Regions from separate parts of the Mus musculus genome. Here region 1 is linked to region 2. Evidence: chromatin contacts called from public HiChIP or PLAC-seq data. All regions are on one chromosome and are shown on one strand. The core of a region is the stretch at or near the end of the contact, and the rest is flanking DNA. Distances in the headings are between cores, read along the strand shown.

Evidence for each region. HiChIP or PLAC-seq counts read pairs in DNA pulled down with a chosen protein or histone mark.
Region 1: a BATF HiChIP or PLAC-seq map of CD8 T cells shows a contact between it and region 2, with 10 read pairs. The contact joins two enhancer-like sites. A contact is called at or near these places in 3 of 15 datasets of contacts at CTCF or cohesin (CD8 T cells, the NIH/3T3 cell line and pro-B cells), 13 of 484 Hi-C or Micro-C datasets (3T3-L1-derived adipocytes, the C10 cell line, CD4 T cells and 9 more) and 3 of 115 datasets of contacts at active chromatin or transcription factors (CD8 T cells, effector CD8 T cells and memory CD8 T cells).

Annotation. Positions count from the first base shown.
Region 1 is chr3:60,407,272-60,410,441 of GRCm38.p6, forward strand. No RefSeq gene overlaps it. Among named protein-coding and RNA genes, the nearest start is that of Mbnl1, 92 kb to the right of the region's middle. Within about 2 kb of position 1,465, at least 225 of the 459 cell types and tissues checked have an H3K27ac peak or open chromatin away from gene starts, as enhancers often do. A contact at or near this core is called in CD8 T cells, the G1E-ER4 cell line, bone marrow-derived macrophages and 2 more, where this site is marked.
Region 2 is chr3:60,318,947-60,322,017 of GRCm38.p6, forward strand. No RefSeq gene overlaps it. Among named protein-coding and RNA genes, the nearest start is that of Gm33650, 11 kb to the left of the region's middle. Within about 2 kb of position 1,440, at least 33 of the 459 cell types and tissues checked have an H3K27ac peak or open chromatin away from gene starts, as enhancers often do. A contact at or near this core is called in CD8 T cells, the G1E-ER4 cell line, bone marrow-derived macrophages and 2 more, where this site is marked.

The DNA of each region.
Region 1 (3,170 bases), core at 215-2,714, 88 kb after region 2:
GCTTCATCACGGTTCACAAATCCAATTGTTACGTTTTTCTGTGAAATTAGTTTTAATATTCATAATTACTTACACAGATTGCTGATTATAAAAAAAGTGTAGCCACTTATTTGGAAAAGAAAAATAAGAAAATAAATCTCCAAATCCTATAAGTCATGTAATATATATATATATATATATGTGTGTGTGTGTGTGTGTGTGTGTGTGTGTGTGTGTGTGTGTGTGACTTGTATGCTTAAAAATGTTTTCTAAATGTTTGTTTCACTTCAAGTCATATGATGTAATTTTTCCTTTGCCATTAGAAAATAGCAACATAGCAGTCAACGGTTACACAATATTTCATCATACACCTATGCCTCCTTCTTTTACGTGTTTATAATCCCCCTAGGGAAAGAACCACATGCATCTATTTCAGTTGCCATTACTAGAAAAACAGGACTAATGAGAGAAGACCTGATTGCAAAACAGATACTTCTCAACCTAGAAACTGGGGAAAGGCACAGCCAGTGTATAGCTGAGGGCTTTCAGTGGGGGAATCACTTAAAGTGGCCAAACTGTGATCTGCTCTGACACAGAGACTGGATTCAGTTACATGCTGTTGATTGCTACTATAGAAATATTCAATGACAATGACATGCCATTTTATCTTTATAGAAATAGCACTCACTTTCTCTCTTCCTCTCTCTTCTTAGATATTTTTACAGGTATGAGTTTTTTGCTTTCAGTGTGTGCACCATGTGAATACAGTGCCTACTATGGACATCAGAAGAGGACATCAGATCACCTGACACTGGAGTTACAGAGCCATTTGTGAACTGGCACGTGGATGTTAGCAACCAATCCCAGGTCCTAGGCAAGAGCAACAAGTGTTCTTAACCAATGAACCATCCCTTCAACCCAGAAACCATTTTCTAGAAATATTTTAAGCCAATTTAGGAATAAAAGAAACTTTCATGTCTTTATATTTCTATGATAAAGGAGGTATTTTTTTTCAGGAGGAAAATATTGCTTCTGATCTAAAGTGGAATACACATTGACAGAAGCTTTCCTTACCATTGAAAGTAAACATATTTAACTATATTTTATTGCTTCATGAAACAAATCTCTCTCTCAAGTCTCTACTCACAGGCAGCTCATGATTGCAGTCATATTTGCTTTTTGTGAACTTCACTCACCTAACCAGCAAACAGAAGCTCTTGTCATCCCTGAAACTGTCTATTTCTGTGTTAAAGAACATTACTTATGTAACGTCTGAAGAAAGGTAACCAGAAAGGTAACGTGATAATCCTGTAAATGAACACAGCATTGGCTGATTGCCCTTGTCCCTCCCCTTCAGTGGATCTTTGGATGTATGATCAGAGCAGGAACAGAGAGGTCCCAGCTGACCCCTCCTGATCCAGTTCTAAGTGGCACGACTCTGCTCTCCGTGCTTATCTTAAAGATCACTTTGTTGTCTTCATGAAAAGTCCACACACATGTCTGAGGCCATAGTGCTCTGCTTTGTTGATAGAATGTCTGGCATGAGCCACAGACGTCTTGGAGCAGCAACTGTTTTTAGTGGCAAGCTACCAGGACTCTAGAAAAAAAAAAAAAAAAAAAAAAACCTTTGCATTTTTCCAAGCAGCGGCTGCATGCCTTCCAAGCCTCTGTTCATGTCTGCCTTTAGAAGAAGCTGAAAGTACCTCTCTCAGTGACAAAAAGAAAATAACTTCTCTTTTCTGCTTCAAAATTATTTGATATAAATAAGATGTGTCGACTGCCTCTACTTTCGTTTTCACTCCACCCGACTCAGTCCTTCCTGTCTCTGCCAAACTAGGAGACTTTCCCTGGGTGTTCTTAAAAGGTCATCTCATTTCAGAAGAAAAACAAAAGAAATAGGGATAAAGCACACTTCTTTTTTCTTTCCTATTTTCAAGTAACTTTGTGAGAAAGAACCAAAATATGTATAGACCTGATTGCAAATTCCCTGCAGTTAAAATATAAGCTACTTAACACTAACTGTAATGTTGCCTGCCTCACAAATGCCTTCTCTGCTGTCCAGGACCTTGAAGAAAGCCATAAAAGGGAAGGAATATAATTTTGTTTGTTGGCACTTACTGAAAAGCTAAAATAGAATAGTAACAGCAATCCCTTTTGCCAGCTCCCCACCAAAGAAGTTGTGAGATCACAAGTTACAGGGGCAGTGCAGGGCCCATGTTCTCAGCTGTGTTCCAGAGCAGCTGACAGGATCAGTTCACCAATATCAATCTAAAGCAACACAGAGCACTTGAGGATATCTAAGATGATTTACAGAATGCACAGCTGTATACATGGATGTAGTGCATTTTTAAAATGTAGCTTTAATTGGAAACATGATAGTCCTTTTTCACTTCTTGGTAAGAAATGGGATTTTTTTATGTTAATTATCAAGTATGGAAATACCAGATTTGTAATCATGCATTTTGTTTTCTGGTTAATGAACTACAAAGACAATATATAATTTATAATTTATTTTTAAAAACTCCAAAATCTTTAAGAAAAGTTGAGATGCTCAGACACTGGCTAAATCATGACAATAATAAATGACTGTTATCCTGCAAAGTTATTGCTCTTTGTAAATGGGACTCACTGAGTGTCTGGAGAGCAGTTTAGTCCTTCGAAGCCCAGTAGTTTATATAGTGAGACTGTACATATGTTTTAAGTTTCTTATATTTCCAATTAGGTAAATTATTTAGAGTTTTGACCCAAGTAAGAAAAGTTGAAAAAGAATACCACTGTGTCCAAACTATAAAAATTAGTAATGGCTATGGGAAGTTTTAGTTTGTGTAGTAATGCATACTTCAGCTCACATGAAAAGAAGCATGTGGGCTACTGCAGACATCATTACATAGGTGTGGGTTTTCAAGTATGACTATGAAAACTTTGAGGGATCATCTTAATTTCTTTTTAAATTATAATGTTCAGTCTACATTGTGGCCAAGAGAACATAACTGGAATATGAATCAAATTATGTCTGTGTTTTTGTTAATAAAAAGAAAATTAAGCCATTCTAAAATTACTTTCCAAATCTGCCTGAAGAGGATTTTTTTATTATTATTTAAACTCAAATATAAAAGATCTTGTCAAAATATGCATGCAGAATTTCTTTCTTTGGAAGAAACCTGCTTCCTTTGAGAACAATGTCTACGGTC
Region 2 (3,071 bases), core at 190-2,689:
TCCTCTGGCTGGGAAATGGCCAGCTGTCTGGGGCCCGAAAAGGGGGCTGCCTTAGAAGCTCTGTGGCTCCCACCTGTCCCAGAAGCTTTTAGCTTCTGTATTCAGTACTCTCACCTGTGCAGAATACACTCGGCGGGGTCCTGGAACCAAGATGTCTGCTGCTGATGCTCAGGCAAAGCGCTCCTGGGCTGGGTGGACCCCTTTCCTCTGGCAGGGAAAGTGGCCAGATGTCTGGAGCCTGTGCAGAATCGAAGTTAATATTGTTAGCCACTCAATTTATGTTTGCAAGTCAGAGAGACACAGAGACAGAGACAGAGACAGAGAGACAGAGAGAGCAATGCCACTCACTTATTAGTAATAGAGACATTTCAAAGATCTAGTAAAATAAATTTGAGCAGAGAAATTGTGTCATTTCTAACCTAGTGACTCTAAGCAAATTACTTCAAGTTTAATACAAAGGTTTCTTCCAAAAATATTATAGGTATAATCAACAGAACAACAAGTGAAGCAGTGCTGTTTAGCATGTGCTGGTTTTTGCAGTAGTACCTTCCTTGCTATAGTTTAATTAAAGGTCAACAATTTGTTGATCTTCGAAATGTACCAGTAGCAAGTGATAAACAGTGACAAATTAACCTACAGAAAACTAGCATGTAACTTTTTTCATGTTATATTGATCGCCATTGGAGAGACCTGTTTATAGTCTCAAAGCATTAAAGAATCTACCACACACCTATATACTAACATTGCCAAGTAATGAGTATACAAATGCCACATTTTAAAAATCAGTTAGCATTCAAACTCAATAACAGTGACCTTTGATATGTGGCTTTGACCTCAGTGATCTTCTCTCAAAGATGACAGTATCAAGGATGCTTGGGGACACTGATATTGTTCCCATGTTTATCCTTACTGAAAGCCATAAGTGGCCCTGAACATCCTTAACTTGGACAAGCACTTTTCCCCTTGCGTATGTACATACATGGGAAAGTTAGCTTCCCTTGCTCCTCTTTTGAGAGTTCTTCTCCCTGTCTTTTGATGTCTGTGCACACATTGCTTACAATTGACTAGGATTTTCCCCAGGAGAGTAATCAGGGAGGGTCACCACCTAGCTCCTCCAGAGCAAGAGACTTCTCACTGTCACCCCACATGAGGCACAGCTGCCCTCTCCAGTATCAGGTTTAAAGGTATCGTCATTAGAATTTCCATTTCTGTGAAGACACAATGACCAAGGCTACTCTTAAATAGGCAAACATTGAATTGGGGATAGCTTACAGTTTCAGAAGTCTAGTCCATTATCAGGCAGGAAGCAAGGCAGCAGGAAGGTAAATATGGTGCTAGAGGAGTGGAGGAGAATTCTGCATCTTGATCTGAAGACACTCTGGAGGAGAATGTCTTCCACAGGCAGCCAGGAGGAGGCTCTCTTCTGCACTGGGTGGAACTAGAGCATAGGAAACCTCAAAGCCAACACCCATAGAGATGTACTTCCTCCAACAAGGCCACACTTACTCCAGCTATGCCACACTTCCTAATAGTGTCACTCCCTGTGAGCCAGGCATTCAAAACATGAACCTATGGGGACCAAACCTACTCAAACCACCACAAGGAGTGGTGATCCCTCAACACAAGGTACTGAGTGTACCTTCTTGCAGAGTCCAGAAAAGGCAAGAAATGATCCACTGAATGTTTGAATGGCTATATCCAGACCACAACAACATAGGTGGTATTGGTGGTGGTAGCAGCATAAGCAGTCTGAGAGATATTTTTTTACCTTTGTGTCATGTGACTCATCACCTCTTAGACCTCTCTAGGGTGTGGTAGTCTCAGAAATGGCTGTTGAGAGTACAGTGATAATTCTTCTGTTAAATTTCTCCCCCTCATCTCCTCGAATTCCTACAGGTCATGTTTCAGTAGCTGAACTTTCTCAAGGCCCCACACCCTCTTTGACAGTATCCCAGGAGCAATAGTTGCAATCAGTTCCCATCAGTCCTACTGATAGTTAGCCTTGTCCTCAGTTCAGACACTGGATAACATGAGCTTATCTTCTCTACACAGATAGGTGTGGGACATGGTGGAGTGGAGTAAATATTAATTTCCTAGGAAAATAAAGGAAATATAAAGGTGGTGGTACTTTCTATTATGAGCACTGTTTAGTCTCTTATAACAGTGCAATCAAATCCAGAATGTCCTTTATATATACATCCTAAGAAGGATGTATATTTCTCATTACCTTAATATTGGCTATTTCATGTAAACAAATACATTGAACTTATTTTTAAGTCTATTCAGCTTGAAACCCTTAATTCCTTACAAATGTGTCTCTCGTTAACTTGCCAATGAAAGTCATTATCAGATAAATTATTTCGCAATAATCTCTCTAGTTAAATATTATTTTGCTTCCTAACTGGAGGGCGGGGTGATTAATTCATTTGATGTAGAAGGAGGCACAGAAATAAATCAACATGAAATTGGGGCCACAATCTCATTTAAGAGCTAGAAGAAATAATTTTGATTGGAATATTATTTTCAGAATAAAACCAAGATTATAAAGATACAATAAAATATAATCTAATAGTTAACCCAACTTAGTTTATAATTGCAAATGTGATTAAATTCATAGCAAAGAGAGTAATTTTGTATAAATCACTGGGAAATTTATATTATTGTATAAATGTTACATTGTATTCTGTTAAAGAAAATATAAGGCTTAAAATAAATGCTGCGGTGAAAATAGTAGGATTGGTAACACTGGGGAAAGATAAATCCGAGGGGGATATCACTGCATATGAGATAGCCCTGCTGTCCAGATAAGAGCAAGCACAGCAAGCCAGTCTGCAAAAGTTTTGCCCAGCTGGTATACAGAACCTATGAGGAATAGATACAAGGGTCTGTGCCCTTTCTCCTTGAAAACTTCCCAACACTATGTGTAGTTAGAATGTTATATGTCTTTCTTCATTTTATGCATCTAATTGTAACTAACTGAATTGTGGGCAATAACAGGTTCTAAGAAAGGTCCCACATGCTCAAGGAAGCAAGCACCCTAAAGAGAATGAGAATTGAAAAGCAAGATTTAC